Linked DNA regions of Capra hircus: region 2 is linked to region 1. The links are chromatin contacts, called in public Hi-C maps. All regions are on one chromosome and are shown on one strand. Each heading gives the region's core, a stretch centred on a gene start, on an enhancer-like site or on the middle of the called end of the contact. The rest is flanking DNA. Distances are from core to core; before and after follow the strand shown. Region 1 holds the start of HES1 (transcription factor HES-1). Region 2 has its middle 150 kb from the start of OPA1.

What was found. Hi-C and Micro-C count contacts between places; a contact is called where the count stands out from the background.
Region 2: a contact with region 1 is called in a Hi-C map of blood, with 9 times the contacts expected there. The contact joins the enhancer-like site here to the promoter of HES1 in region 1. A contact is called at or near these places in 2 of 5 Hi-C or Micro-C datasets (both in blood).

What each region holds. Positions count from the first base shown.
Region 1 is chr1:73,097,417-73,105,059 of ARS1.2, forward strand. It overlaps HES1 (transcription factor HES-1), which reads right to left and starts at 3,335. Exons shown (of 4, transcript XM_018046555.1): 1 at 2,971-3,335; 2 at 2,735-2,830; 3 at 2,418-2,505; 4 at 819-1,749. The coding sequence starts at 3,078. The coding sequence ends at 1,199.
Region 2 is chr1:73,433,356-73,440,998 of ARS1.2, forward strand. No RefSeq gene overlaps it. Among named protein-coding and RNA genes, the nearest start is that of OPA1, 150 kb to the right of the region's middle. Within about 2 kb of position 3,481, at least 4 of the 5 cell types and tissues checked have an H3K27ac peak or open chromatin away from gene starts, as enhancers often do.

The DNA.
Region 1 (7,643 bases), core at 2,085-4,584:
ACCCGAGACAACCCTTTTGCTTCTATCTGGAGCCCACATCTTGCCTGGAAATGGGGCATGACCAAGCAAAGGGGTCGCTTGCTGTTTGTATTAAAAGGGGAAGATGGCCTGTGTGCTTGCCAGGACGGCCTCCACATGCTTTCTCTATTAGAGCCAAGCACAGAAACTTATCAAAAACATATGTCTGGTGTTAATCATCTGGACTGGGGCTCCACTTGGGAGTCTAACTAGCTGTTCCTTGGCAGAAGGAATCTGTTGACCTTCTCAGCTTGCTTGAAGAGGGTGCAGAGAGGCATTTCAAACTTTTAGGTGCTGGTACAGAAAATGTCTAGCTGCAAGGATTGACTTTAATTAGAGAAAGACTCCAACACTTGAAGGCTGGAGCTGCAGCTATGAAGACTGTTTTTACTCGGATGCTGGTGAGATGCTCTAGGGCACTAGTGCTGCAGGAGCCACCCTTAAATGTGTGGCGGGCACCAAGTACTGGATTGATTAACTTCATGAACTCAGCCCCCTTCCATCTTCCTCAGAAGGAGCCAGTATGAGAACCAGGACTGAATGACTTTACCCACCTGCAACTAAAAAGGGTTTTGAAATCTTTTAAGAGACTGACCACAAATTGATCAAGGAAGCCATAACAGATGGGTTCTCACAAATTAAATGGAATTTAGCTCAAGGAGCCATGGTAAAAGGCTTAATGGGTTTTTAAAATGTTCTTTTAATAACAAAAGGAACCAATTCCTGAATTCTCAGATTATGTGTAATTCAAATTCTGCCAAGACCTTCATTTTTACATATTCTGAAATAATTCTAAGACATAAGAGCCTTCACTCTTTTTACTTTTATTATATTTTCTCAAATAAACTTCCCAAAAGGAAGATATTTTAAGAGCATTTTCAAACATCTTTGGCATCACATAAAAAAGAAATCTCGTGTAAAAAACGAAATGTCATCTGAACTTTTATCATACAAAGGCGCAATCCAATATGAACATATAAAATATATACAAATATAGTGCATAGTCAGTCACTTAATACAGCTCTCTACAAAAAAGTAACTTTAGAAATTAAAAAAAAAAAAAAGTAACCACTTAATCTCAAAAGTCCTCCCTTCTCTCTCATGGTCCAAGTTCCTGTTTATCGTCCCGAGGGAAGAGAGATGGTTTGGGGAATTTAGGGGGAGGGATGGCCTGAGCCCCTCAGTTCCGCCACGGTCTCCACATGGAGTCTGCCGTGAGAGAGGGGCCGCTGGAAGGTGACACTGCGTTGGGGCCCACCGAGGTCCCGCTGTTGCTGGTGTAGACTGGGATGACTGGGCCGCTGTGAGCGAAGGCCCCATTAGGTATGAGGAAGGCAAACTGGCCGTCGGGAGCCGGCACCACCTGGAAGCCGCCGAACACCTTAGCCGCCTCTCCAGCAGGGCTGCCCAGCTTGCAGGGCGCGCCGCCGGGAGGGGGCGCCGCACCCCCGGGGATCGGCACGAGCGGCGGCGGCGGCGCGAACGGCGCGTGCTGCGGGCCGCCAGGTCCTGGCGGGGGCGGCGGCGGCGCCTGCAAGGCGGGGTGCGGCTGCCCTGGGTAGGTCATGGCGTTGATCTGGGTCATGCAGTTGGCCAGGTGGCCGAGGAGTCGGGTGCGCACCTCGGTGTTAACGCCCTCACACGTGGACAGGAAGCGGGTCACCTCGTTCATGCACTCGCTGAAGCCGGCGCGGTACTTCCCCAGCACGCTCGGGTCTGTGCTTAGCGCGGCTGCGGGCCAGAAGGAGACGGATGGGTCACCGAACGGCCCTGGCCCCGAAGCCACCGCCTCCGCCCTGGGAGGTCCTCGCGGCGCGCCTCCCTGACCACCCGCCCGCGGAACTGCCTCTGGGTAGCCGGCTGGGTTTAGAAAAACCCTCCACCTCGCCACACTAGCTTGGCGACCGACCCCGATACACTCCCTCTCCATTCCCTGTCGCTTCATTTAACCCGATCTGAAGCCTCAAATTTGCCTCCTCCCCACCCCCGCGCGATGTGACCTTGGATAGTGCCCTTCCCCCTCTTCTGCACCATCCGAGCCTTATTTCCCCTTATGTAGCGGGCGAGGAGGGCGTGCTAAACTAGATGACCCCCAAGCTCCACGCAGCTTAAAAACCACCACGGTTCTAAATCCTTTCACTCCCCCATCCGCTTCCCCCACTGCCAAGCCGCCCGCCGCCCGCCGCCCTCGCCACTACAACCTCTCTCCCTCCCTTTCCGGAACAGTAACAACTTGGAGTTGTGGCTATAAATAAGCCCCAGACCGTGGGAACGCAAGAGTGAGCCAAGGCAGTAAAATGTAGCTGAATGCCTCTCACAACCACGGGCGGAAGTCTGGAAGAAATCACCGCGGGGCGAGAGAGACGCCCGCAGAGGGGGACGCGGCGAGCCGCTCTCACCCGTCATCTGTGCCCGCTGCAGGTTCCGGAGGTGTTTCACTGTCATTTCCAGAATGTCCGCCTTCTCCAGCTTGGAATGCCGCGAACTCTGCACAGAAGAGGAGGCAAAGGAGGAAAGTGAGAGCCTCGCCAGAGGTTTCGGAATGGTGGGGGTCCGTCCCTCCCCCTGGCCACGGCGGCGACAGCCCTAGACCTCGGCTAGAGGGGCCCAGCTCTCCCGCCTCTGAGAATGCAGTGCAGGCAGGGAAGACCCCGCAGGCAAGGGGATTTCATTCTTAATACCTGGGAGAGAGAGAAAAAAAGAATTACCCACTTACATCTTTTTTAAGAGCATCCAAAATCAGTGTTTTTAGCTGGCTCAGACTTTCATTTATTCTTGCTCTTCGTCTTTTCTCCATGATAGGTTTTGATGACTGTAAAGAAAATTTTTAAAAAAGAGCGCTTGAGTTCCCATGGGACCTGCCATTTCTCCCCGCGATTTTAAGGGAGAAAAGAGCCCCCAACCCCGACTTAATTTCCTGGGGGTGCAGGGAAATACAGGTACTGCCCTTACCTTTCTGTGCTCAGATGCTGTCTTTGGTTTATCCGGTGTCGTGTTGACACTGGCTGGGGTAGCAGCCACCGGGGACGAGGAGTTTTTCTCCATTATATCAGCTGGCATTTTCTTTTTCTTTTTTTAATCCCTAGAGAATTTTATTTTTGGAGTTCTTCACACACAAAAAAATTGTCTTGCTTATGTCCCTTTTACTTTATACTTTCTCAAAACTACTGAGCAAGTGCTGAGGGTTTATTATAATATCTTATGGCTACTTGGTGATCGGTAGCGCAATTCCAGGACCAAGGAGAGAGGTAGACGGGGGATTCCGCTGTTATCAGCACCAGCTCCGGATCCTGTGTGATCCCCAGGCCCTGGCGGCCTCTATATATATCTGGGACTGCACGCGAACGGCTCGTGTGAAACTTCCCAAACTTTCTTTCCCACAGTAACTTTCAGCCAATGGGAGGAGGAGACACGCGGCACCGCTCGTGGACCGCGCCCCCCCATTGGCCGCCAGGCACAAGGCCTGGCGGCCAATGGCGCGCGCCTGAGCCCGGGGCACCAGAGGCTACAACGTCAATCAAAAGGATTTTAACCCTTTGCTACTCTCCCTGCTGGCCTTTGCTTTAGAAAGGATTTTTCCGCATTGGGTTTGCTCTAGTCTAGTTTATTTCTCTTGGGGCTTCGGCCTTTGCTCTTTATTTCCTTTCATATGTAATAGAGCTGCTTTGCCAGTAATAAATTCATTTGAAATATATATTTTTAAAGGTTTAGAAGGACAGGGATTAAAGGTTATAAATGCAGTGGTTAGAACGGGGGAATGTGTGTAAGGGTGTGAGTTACGAAAAGATCTAAGTGATTTCCCTCTCAGACTCCGCACGTTCGGGGGAGGAGGGGGGTGAAAGTTGACCGTGCAAAAAAGGGCAAAAAATTTTCCTTTTGCATGCAGAAAAGGAAAATGTGCCTCCATCTTTTATTTGCAGATTTTTCAGAGCAAGGTGGTTTTCGATCCCCGCACCCCTCCCCCGGTCCGTCCCTCATTTTTCCTCTGGAGTTGGGGGCCTCGGACCCCGCGCTTCCCCAGGAAACAATCAGAATAATTTCCAACTGAGCAGAAAGGAAATGGAATTTCAAATGAAAGGTTAACAAGGGGGACTTTGATGGCAATGCCTCAAGGACGCACGCACGTCCTTGCCACCTTTTCCCTTTCCACCCGCCCCCTCTCGGTTCTGCAGCGCGCCGAGGCGGCCTGCCGAGCGGCAGCCTCTCCCTCCTTCCCGCCCCGCGGGCGGCCAGGGCAGCCTCGGCACCCGGCGCGCGCGGGCCCTTTAAGAGCTACACCAGCCGAGCTGCAGTTTGACATCAGCCGGCCGGCGAGGGCGCGCCTGGAGCCGGAGCACGTGCCAGGATGTTTTATTGCCGCCGCGACTGCGGCCGGGCCGGGAGGATGTGTGTGTGTGCGTGCGTGTGTGAGTGTGTGCGCGCGCCCCGGGGGCAGGGAGGCGGGGGGCGGCGGCGGGCGGCGGAGCGCGGGGGCTGGTTCCTGGTCCCCGGGAGAAGCCAAGAAGGTAAATAGCAGCTGCTGTGCTCGAGCCTGGGAAAACCCCGCCCCCTGCGCCTGGCCTGGGCTCATTGGCGCGCGCTGCGTGTGGGGTGTGTGTGTGTGTCCCCGGCCCCCCCCCCTCCTCCGGCCCCCGCCGGGCCTGGAATCCGAGGGGGCGGCGGGCTGGGAGCCTAGCCCAGGCGCTGACCAACCGCCCCCACCCCAACTACCCCCGGGCCAAGGTCAGCCCTTCCGGGCGGGGAGCGCACGCCCTGGGGTGGAGAGTGGGGAATTATTCCAACCCCCCCTCCACCCCTGATTTCGGGCTTGAGGTTTTAACTCCGCCGAAAGCCTCACTTGCAACAGCCCGGGGGAGGGGTGGGGACCTTCTTGTTTGCTCCCTGCCCTGGCCCTCCCTCCCCCCGCGGGGCCCCGGGCGCCCGCCGTGGTCACGAGATGCCTGACCGCACTTAGGAAGCGGCCGGGTCAGCCTCCTGCCTCCGCTCGGCGGCTGCGGTTAAAGCGGCTTCGCGCCGCCCGCCTTCTCTCCGAGTCCAGGGAGGCCGGGCAGCTCCCCCTCGCTGCACCCGGGAGGCCGCCGGCGGGCGGCCGGGAAGAGGCGGGCGGCGCGGGCGGCGCGGGCGGCTGCGTGCTGCCGGCTGGCCGGGCCGCGCGCCGGGAGGAGCCGCCGCCGCCGCCGCCGCCGGGTGCCACGTGGCGGGCGCCGGGCCGGGAGCGCCAGGGCTCTGGCGGCGGCCTCCCTGGGGGATTTGCCGCGCAGGGCGGGCGACGCGCACTGTCCCGGCCGGCCGCCGTCGCCCCCGCCGCCTCCCTCCCGCTCGCCCGCCTGCCCGGGTCGCCAGCCCCCGCGCCCCCACCCCTTCCGCCCTTCCCGCCGCCCAGGAGCTCGGGGAGCTGCTCGGGCGGCTCGGGGCAGCCCAGGAGCCGAGCGCGTCTTGTTTGATGTCGGCCCCCACCCCACCCCCTCCCAGTCCTCCAGGCTTAGAGGCCGCCGGAGGCCTGGCACACATTTCTCAGTCACTTCATTCCTTCCTTCCTCTGAGCTCCCCGCTGAGATAATGTTGTAAATGATTTCACCAGATCTGGTCCCGGATGAGATTCAGCGGTTCCTGGCTCTGGGTGACCTTGGGCAAGCCCCTCTCTTCCTTTCATTACAGGACGCATGCTCTGTGCCAGACACAGTGTTAAAGCCTGGGATACAGTGTTAAACCCTGAGAGATACAGTGGCAGCCTGCAAGGAACTGATGGTCAACTCTGGAGGCAGGCAGAATGATTTTCTGATTGATGACAGAAGCATTCCTCTATTACTATTCTTTTCTCTTAGAGCTTGGGTGATGGCCCAAGAGAACAGGAGAACCTCAAAGAAACGCTGAACCACTTCTGTATGGGCAACACTATTGCTCGTCTATATGGGGGAGAGGGACAGGGATGAATATAATATTAATAGTTCTTGTCCACAGGAAGCCTAGGGCAGAGAGATACTGTACTTTTACGTGCAGCTGACATCTGCCTATTTTCCCATATACTCCTTTGGTAGATCCTAGGCTCAAGAGAGACAGTTATGGGTCTAGATAAAGGAAAATGCTGTGAAGGTTTAGGATAATTGATTGACTCATAAATTGGGGTATCCTGAAAAACTTCCTGGAGGAGGTGGCCTGTGCTTTGTATATTGAAAAATAGGTAGGATTGGGGCACTGGAGATGTGTTGAGTCATGGGGCTGGAAAGGATGACAGTACCTATGGCATCAACAGCCTAGGCTTTGAAACTTGAGGTCTTTACTCAAGGAACACGATCTGGAGCCCAGGCTGTGTGACAGGCAAGAGTGTAAGAAGCCACTGGAGGAGGAGGCTTGAGTCTGTTAAACATCTTGCTAAAGACTTACCTTTATACAATGGAGAGCTGTGAAATGCTCTTGAGCAGAAAAGGGACATCAAAGTTCTCCTTTAGGAAGATGGTTCTGGCAAAAGAATGGAGAGTGGTTTGCAAAGTTTGAAGGCAGAGGGCCCAGTTAGGAGGTTCAAGGCAGTAAAGGAGGTAAGTTCCTAGGTAACAAGTGTAGACTGACACCTGGAAGCACCTGCCTAGAACTAGCTCACCTGGGCGTTGACTGCACGTTGTCCAGTGATCCAAGTTTTGCAGAAACTTGCTACCCTTTGCTGCATTGTTCCCCCACAACCTGGAATCTAACCAAGAAGTCATTGTGACTGGGACCTTATTTACCTTCCAAGCCTCATTTTCATCTTCCAGAATAGCCCTCAAGTCTGCAGCCAAATCTGTACCTCATTGCAGGCTGAGTTTACTTACTCTCGCCCCTTGGGTTCCTCTATGGGATTTGTGTTTGTGTGTGTGTGTTCTTAACACACTGCAGAGTGGGCTGTGTCCCATCACATTCTGAAGAAATGATGAACAATGCCTCTTTTGTTGACCTGCAACCTGGGCCAGTGGGGTAGGGCTTTTCTTTCTTATTTTAAGCAGATGGAAAAGTGGTGATGACAGAAAACTGTCTGTTGCTTTTGAAAAAGTGGAGTTCCCCTGTGTGTTTGACATCTTCTTGGTGAAAGGTGATGAGCCTGTGAAGTTACCTGGCTTTCTGCTATGCAGACTTTTCAAGCTTCTTAAAATGCTTCTGCTCAGCATCTGACTTTTTAAAAACTGCATAAATACTCTGACCCAGATTCTTCCAAGGAAAGAAAATCTTCCTTGGGAAGCTTATTAACCCTTTCTGGCTTCCCTCCAGATCTATGAGAGCCAGTGACTTCCTCTATTAAACTCTTCTATGACATTGAATGCTGTCTGCTCTTGGGCCCTAATTAACTAACCGGGTATACCACCCACTGTCCCTTCCAGCCTAAAAACCCTTTTTTCTCTCCCATTTCTGTCTTCTCCTTGGGATTTGGCACCCTGAAGGTACGTGGAGAATGTTGAACATAGTCAAGTTATGGTCTCACTGCAGTGCCTAAAAAAGCCTCACTGGTCAAATAGTTAATCAACAACTCGTTTATTGCCACTTTAGGAGTGCTTACACTGGTAGAATGAGCAAATAGTTTAAACACACACACATATTTTCGGGTAGTTGGTCAAAATTTTGCCATGAATTTGTTTCTAGGCCAGATAAACAAACAA
Region 2 (7,643 bases), core at 2,231-4,730, 340 kb after region 1:
ATCCCATGGAGAAGAAATGGCAACCCACTCCAGTATTCTTGCCTGGAGAATCCCATGGACAGAGAAGTCTGGCGGGCTATAGTCCATAGGGTCACAAAGAGTTGGACACAACTGAAGCGACTTAGCACACACATTCCTTTCTCTCTCATAGGATAGACTGGCAAAGACCCACTGGGAAAATGGCCTCTCATGACTTATTAATCCTGACAACAGGATTCTGTTATCAATGGCAAGGCCTGTGGATGTCCTGCCTCTATTGGGACAATAGCTCAGTTGCTCAAAAACATGATGCTGATGAGAGTACTAAGTCTCCACCACTTTCAGACTGACTTCCCCAAGATAAGGGATAAGATGTTAGCCTTAGTCCTTGATAAGCCAAATATTGGGCTTCCGTGGTGACTCAGATGGTAAAAGAATCTACCTGTGGTATAAGAAATCGAGGTTCAATCCTTGGGTTGGGAAGATCTCACGGAAGAAGGCATGGAAACCCATTCCAGTATTCTTGCCTGGAGAATTCCATGGACGAAGGAGCCTGGCAGGCTAAAGTCCATGGGGGTCACAAAGAGTCAGACATTAGCCATAGTCAAGCCTAATATCTGAAGCTCCAATACTTTGGCCGCCTAATGTGAAGAACTGACTCATTAGAAAAGACTCTGATACTCGGAAAGATTGAAGGCAGGAGGGGAAGGGTATGATAAGAGGATGAGACGGTTGGATGGCATTACTGACTCGATGGACATCAGTTTGAGAATGCACTGGGAGTTGGTAATGGACAAGGAAGCCCGGCTGTAGTCCATGGGATCGCAAAGAGTCAGACAGGACTGAGTGAGTGAATTGAACTGAAGCCTAACATCAAGTGCCCCTCCCCCATGCGCGCGCGCGCGCACACACACACGCGCACGATACTGATTAAACTAATTTTATGCCCATGATGCATTTTTTAATAAAGGGAAACGGTATCCTTAGGCTAGTGTTTGGGGGCAGACCCTCCCCCTTCTTGATTGGTTGGCCAGGGTGGTGCTGAGTCAAGTCCAGGATTTGGGGAAAATGGAACCAGGATTCTGGCCTTAACCTTGACGCACTGTTCAACCTGGGGCCCATAAAGTGGCAATGTCACATGATTGTTCACAGTAGCACTGTGGGCATCAGAAGAGGGAAGGCTGTGGAAGCTCTTTGCAAACTGTAAAGTACTGCTTACGTACAATTTAATAATACCAGGCTTTTACTCCATTATCTGCTGGAAGCTCATGTGGATGAGCCTGGTCACATATATGCACAAACTGTTGCTGGCTCACCTTTCTCAAAGGTAGCTATGCCCACACTGCCTGTCCACAAAGCAAGCCATTACAGCTACCCACACCTGCTGCCCAAGCTCCAATACCAACCTCTGTTATCTTCCAAGGAGTGAAACCACTGAGCAACCTAACCTGCCAAACTGACCCTATCATGGTGACCCAACGAGTTTTTCTTCTGTCTACCTTTCCCAACCTAGAAATGCCCCATCCTTCCTCTCCGACCTCCACAGACTCTACACATCAGAGGCCTACTCATGCTTCCAGGCCCAATTTTCAGGCCACCACTTCCAGGAAGTCTTCCCTGATTATACTCTCACCCACCCTCAACGGAAGTGGTTTCCTCTCCTCTGAACTCATGTCATTGTCCTTTTCTTATAGGGTCTATTTTCTATTAGAACAAATTGTAGGTGCATTCCCTCTCCCCTTACCAAAGCTGGAATTCCTCAAGACCACCTTTTCTGTCCACCATCCTTCACTCTTAACTCCAGCACCTGGCACAGTTCCCAGCAAGGGCTTGGTGTTGAAGGAACAAACGAATGAATGCCCTTCTTCCAAACACAAAACTCAACAGCAGAATGGACTTCTTCTCTCCCTGCGTGTGGGTTTGATAAAGACTGTTGCATCTGGAACACAGACAGAAGATCTTAGGGAACTCGGCAAGTGGGGATCACAAGGAAGTGGGTCACACAGAGATGGAGAGTCAATTGGTAACATGAAACCACGTAACACATGGGTTGACGATTAATCACCGAGTAACCACAAAGTCCAGGGCATATTTTTAAAAGGTAGTCAGAGTTATAAGGCATATCTAATACAAATCATAGTAATCATGAGCAGATTTAATTTTTTACTGTTTTACACTTATTCTTCCAGGATATTCAAGCAAATATCCACCTGCAAAGGGAGGAGCTGGGAGTGGCCACCTAGGGGTGGCGGCACCCAGGCCAACCGCACAAGATGGGGGAGGGTCTGTCTCCAAACACTAGCTTTGGGAGATTGTTTCTCTTTATCAGTCTGGGAACGGAAGTTTTAGTCTAAGCTCTGAGACTAATTGGGTATGTAGATATGTCAGGAGGATGCCCTTTTGGTTCCTGTCTTTCTGTCCTCCTGTAAATCACAGTTAGACAGGTGCTCCTATGTGACCCTCAGATTAAGGGAGGTGTACAGGTTTCCCGCTTGCCCCCAATGACTTTGGCCACTTTCCACTGACTTTTAACAAAAGGCCCTCTGGGTTTACTCGAACTTTCGCCAGGTTCCCAGTAGTAAGCACACTGTTGGCCCATGCAGGATTTCCTGATAATGAGTGTGGAATGGGAGCCCCTGAGAAACAGAGAGGTCCACCGTCAACTCTCAGCCGAGGGCCCACCTTCTTCAGTTTCGGATGTCGCCGTCCCTGGATGTCACAGGCAGCGAAGTCCAAGTCAGGGGCCCCTCACTGCGGTTCTTGGCTCTGCAGTCTTGTCTTTCGGAGGCTCAGCTGCCCACAGAGAAGCTGAGGTAACACCTCTGAGCCAGGCTCCTGCATGGCTGCATATTCGCTGAGCTGGCCACAAATACCCCTTGGCCATCTCCCAGAGCCCAGGTGTAAGCAGCCATCTGTGGGGGGCGGAGGGGGGGGGTGGTGTGTGTGGAAGAAAAACAGGAATGTCCCCCCACCCCTCTGTCACCCACGCCCAGAGCAAACAGTGCTCACCCCTCCGAAATAAGTAATCAGATGTTCCCAGGGTGGCCTGTAAACTACTAACCTCTCTCTTTGGGAGGTAGGAAGGAAAGAGGTTGCTACTGAATATTTCTCTGTGTTTCTGTCTGTGAGTATCAAGAGATAGCCTGTGTGTGTGTGAATCCCCCTTCACCCCGTGACTTACACAACTGGGTATTTACACACCAGATGGTCCCTGCAGGAAAAGGCAAGTCCCCAGCTGCTGTGGAATTTTAAGAGATCTCCCAGGAATGCCCTTCTGGGATGTCTGGTTCTAATTGCCTCCGTCAGCCAGCGCTGGCGAGCTGGCAGAAGCAATGAGAGGTGAAATTAAACAGATTCCAGTTCACATCAGACCCCCAGCCCTGCCAAAGTCCCCCAAGGGCCAGAAAAGAAAACAAATGCGGCCACAGTGGTGGGTGTGGTGGAAAGAACTCCAGACTGGAAATTGGAAGGCCCGGATTCACATCCCTGCACTGCCTCTAACGCCCTGCCCTGTGTGGCTTTGGACCCATCGCTTCCCTTCTCCTGCGGCAGTTTCCTCATTTGCTAAACGCATGGTGAGGACTACTGGCTGGTCTCCAAGGCCCCTCCCCAACCCCAGATTCAGGAACAGAAGTGTTGAGCTCTCATCGCAGCGCTTGGTGGGGGTGGGAATTTTTTTCTGAACTGTAAAACCAGATGCTTGGCATTTTTAGATCTTTAAGAAGAATGGCGTAAAGGGTGAGGATTTCGTCCCCGTCCATTGTAACCTAGCCCCAGCCCCAGCCCCAGCTCCAGCCCCATTTTTCCTCTTTACTTGGCCTAGGATAAGGGTGGCTGGAGACTCAGCCAGAGAGGAGACAGGAATCCCGCAGTTCCTTAGCGCCCCCTATAGGCCCAATGGGCAGTGGCGCTGAAACGGTGGTTTTCCAGGGAGCCACCTGCACTCCAGCCTCCCAGGCTTCTACTGCAAAGCCTAGGGTTTTAGAAGCAGGCGGTTCAAACTGGCCCCTAAGTTGTGCGGAATTTCTCTCTTTGTGGCGTGTTGCTTTAAGGCTCAGAGTAAAGCCGTTGAACTAATAGCCACAACAGTCTGGGGTTGAACACCCCATGGGGCTCCTACAGTATAGGCACAGTGGCCGGGGTCATCGAGGACAAAACACGGAAGGCTTTCGGTTCGCACTCAGCTCCTACTCACCCACCCTCCGCCCTCCCCCTCACTCTCTAACCCCACAGCAGACGCTTGCGCATCTCCAGCTACTACTGCTCACTACTTTCTGAGTCAACCTGTACCTGGTAGGGACTTTGTACGGCTAGTAACAGACCCACAATCACGGATCTGACTTTGTGAAATTGGGGGCTTATTTCCTTGTCAAAAAGGCATCCGCAGATAGCTGCAGTCCACAAACTCATGGGGAACCAGAGCTCCTTCCAGCTTTTTCCTTAGCCATTCCCACAGCATGACTCCCTCATGGGCCTTATGGACCAAGATGACCACTTAAGTTCTAGCCCTCACCTCTGCATCCAGAGAAGAAGAGGGGCCCAAGGGTTTCTGGGGTTCCTCCTTACTTGGTCAGTCCCCTTGAAGACCCATTTAATGACTCACACTCTGGCATCTCCTGGGCCACTCCAGTAGGGATGGCTGGGAAAGCAGTCCCATGGCCAACTCGCATAAAACTGGGCTCTGTTTGCCCAGGGAGGAGATTGGACGTACGGCCTATCTGCGCTGGGAGAAGCCAGGATTGGCCGCACAGTTGTCTCCTTCCTACACTGATTTCCTCTGCCTGCAGAGAGGACAGGTGCTCTGCAAGTGCTCACCGGATCCCAGAGAACGCCCCACCTCTCCACACAAGACCAGGCTCCTGCCAAGCTGGTGGAGAGAGATGGTATCTGCCCAATCACTATCTCCGGAAGATGATGCCAGGCAACTTCCTCTGAGCCAGGCATCTCTGGTATTTTCCCTAGGGAGAACTTTGCCAGCTCAAGGAGGACCTAAGCCCAGCTTCAGATGCACCTCCCTCGGTACCCGTTGCTTCCTTGCAGGCGCTAGTGGCTTTGTCTTGATCTTCCACTCCACCCAGGGAAGGAGATGGGGAGATCCCCAGCCCATATTTGGATATGCCCTCTATTCCAGGAAGAGAGTTCACTGCTTTCTCCCTAGATTTGTGTGTCTGGGAGCCAAAGCCACACATCAGCTCAAAACTCAAACCCTTACATGTTTAAATTTGGTATTTAAAATGGTATACAGATTTGGCTCTGCAGCTAACTGCTTAACTAGCTACTGTCTAGTTTTCTGGTCTCAGATGCTTGGAAGAGGTGCTGAAGGCTTGGAGAGGAGGCTTAGCCTGTGGCTGGTCTCCAGGCTCTGCTTCATGCGGTGGATGTGACTTCCTCCACATCAGGAGACCTACAGGCCTTTCTCTCCACCTTGGACCTCTGCAAGGCCACTTTCCAGTGATGGAAAGGTCGTTGCTTACACGGGACCAAGATGTGAAGGAAGTTGAAAATTTGGGAGCAAGCTTCTTTAGGGACCCACTTTCTAAATCTCCTGGGTGGGGGGCTCCAACTCTTCACTATGGCCTCAATCATTATTCCTTTTTTATTTCAGCAGCCATCCATGTAACTCAGTAACTACGCTGCCTGCTTGTGACAATAAACTGCATCCTCTTCGTGGGGCATCATCTGAAGCAGGCTTCAGTTGTGGCCATCTTTGTTAGGCATGGCCTAAGAATACCTCTTCTGTCTTCCTGTCACCTTCTTCCATTCAGTTCTCTTGTGAAGAGAGAGGACTTTAATCGTACAATTAAAGTGGGGTTTGCCTTTAAGATGGCATTTCCAGGAATGAACCTTGTTTAAGAGCCAGGACCACCTCTCTGGGAAGGCAAGGGAGAGAAATAATCAGCTTCAATTTGTGAAGAACCATTTATCATGAATGCTCTAAACCTATGTCTGTTTTAGATCTTCTCTCCAGTCTAACGAAGTTATTGCACATATATCATGGAAAGGTTCCTAGACTCCCAGGCTCGGCAGACAGCCCCCCAGAGGCCAGCTTTTCCATTTCTTAGAATAGACTTAAGCAAAGACAGAGTGTCATTGTTAGCACTTTGCTAGCTGGTTTTTTAAAATATATATATATTTTTGTGCTGTTTCATGCTAGTGACTTAATACCTTGGAGCACTTAAAATCCTAACAGCGGGTCAAATTGTCACTGCTCTGCAGTCAGGGAAGCTAGAAGACAGGTTAAAAGAAATGGTAAGGTGCATGCTCTGTCTTCAGCTCAAGGTGGAAGCAGAAAGTAGAGTCCCATGACTGTGTCATACTGACAGCCTGACTCCAAGCTTGCCTGTCTCTATATATTGAAGTTATTATTGAGAAAACTCGGCCAAGTCTCTCCCTTCTCTGGAGCTCAACTGTAAGACCTCCAAAGCCCTAAGTCGGAGTAGCTGAAATGGAGCAGCAACTTGGTTTGAGTAAATCATTTCAATCCCTAGATGATTTTCCTTATAAAGTAGGGGTCACATCCCCCAAAGATCAGTGCAGAGTCTCTTGACTTCCTGGAAAATGTACATGGAAAGTGTAAACAAGAGTGCATCTGCAGTAGAAACCTCTTAACAGCTACATGACACTAATTTGTTTAATAAGTGTTGACTGACGCTTTCATCTGTGCTGCATTTTAGGTGCACAAGACAAGGGTCCCAGGACTGACTCCTGGTGTCATGGAGCAGAAGAGGGTAGATTTAAGCCCCAGTCCTGAAACTGGAAAATACAAATGTTCAGGAAAAAGGAAAGGTGTGGAAGAGGGGATATAGTATCCTGAAAGTGTAAGTGTTATTCACTCAGTCGTGTCCGACTCTTTGTGACGCCATGGACTCTAGCCCGCCAGGCTCCTCTGTCCATGGGATTTCGTATGGACAGCAAGAATACTGGAGTGGGTATATTGCCATTTCCTTCTCCAGGGGAGCTTCCCAACCCAGGGATCAAACCCAGGTTACCTACATTGCAGGCAGACTCTTTATTGTCTGAGCCACACTTGCTTTTTTTAAATTAAAAAAAAGGGAAATGAATATGCATATACACACATATTTACTTGTATTATAAGTGTAATGGGTATAGCTGGTAACATTAGTCACTAGAGGAGAGGTAACAGATGGTGGGAATACAGGGTAGGAGCAAGAATTTCCACTTCCTACCTATTGTACCTTTTGAATTTTAAACCATGAGAATGTATTATTTACAAAAGGATAAACTACATTGAATTAAAAACCTAATGCTACTTGTATTCCAAGTGGCAGGGTCAGTGGCTCAAAGGCCTGGAGGGAGGGAAAAGGCACTGTCTCAGCCAGCCTGGCTGATGGTTGTGATGTCCCTGGACCTCAGTCTGGGCACCTCTTGCTACCCAGTACCCTCCTGGGAGCCAAGGCCAGTGTTCAAGGCTCATGTTATTTCTTCAAGCAAAAGCAGAAACTCCTCAGTTGTTGGCTGGCATGTAAAGCTTTTCAAGCCAAAAACAAGAATGCTTATGTCCTTGTCTGGGGACCCGGCTGTGAGGAATGCAGACCCAGCAGAGGACATCCCAGAAGCCGGCCTGGATGGACTGGGATGCATGTGCCAGGAGGGAAGGTTGAAGACATCAGCATGCAGCCTGGTAACTGGGAACAAGAGGGTGT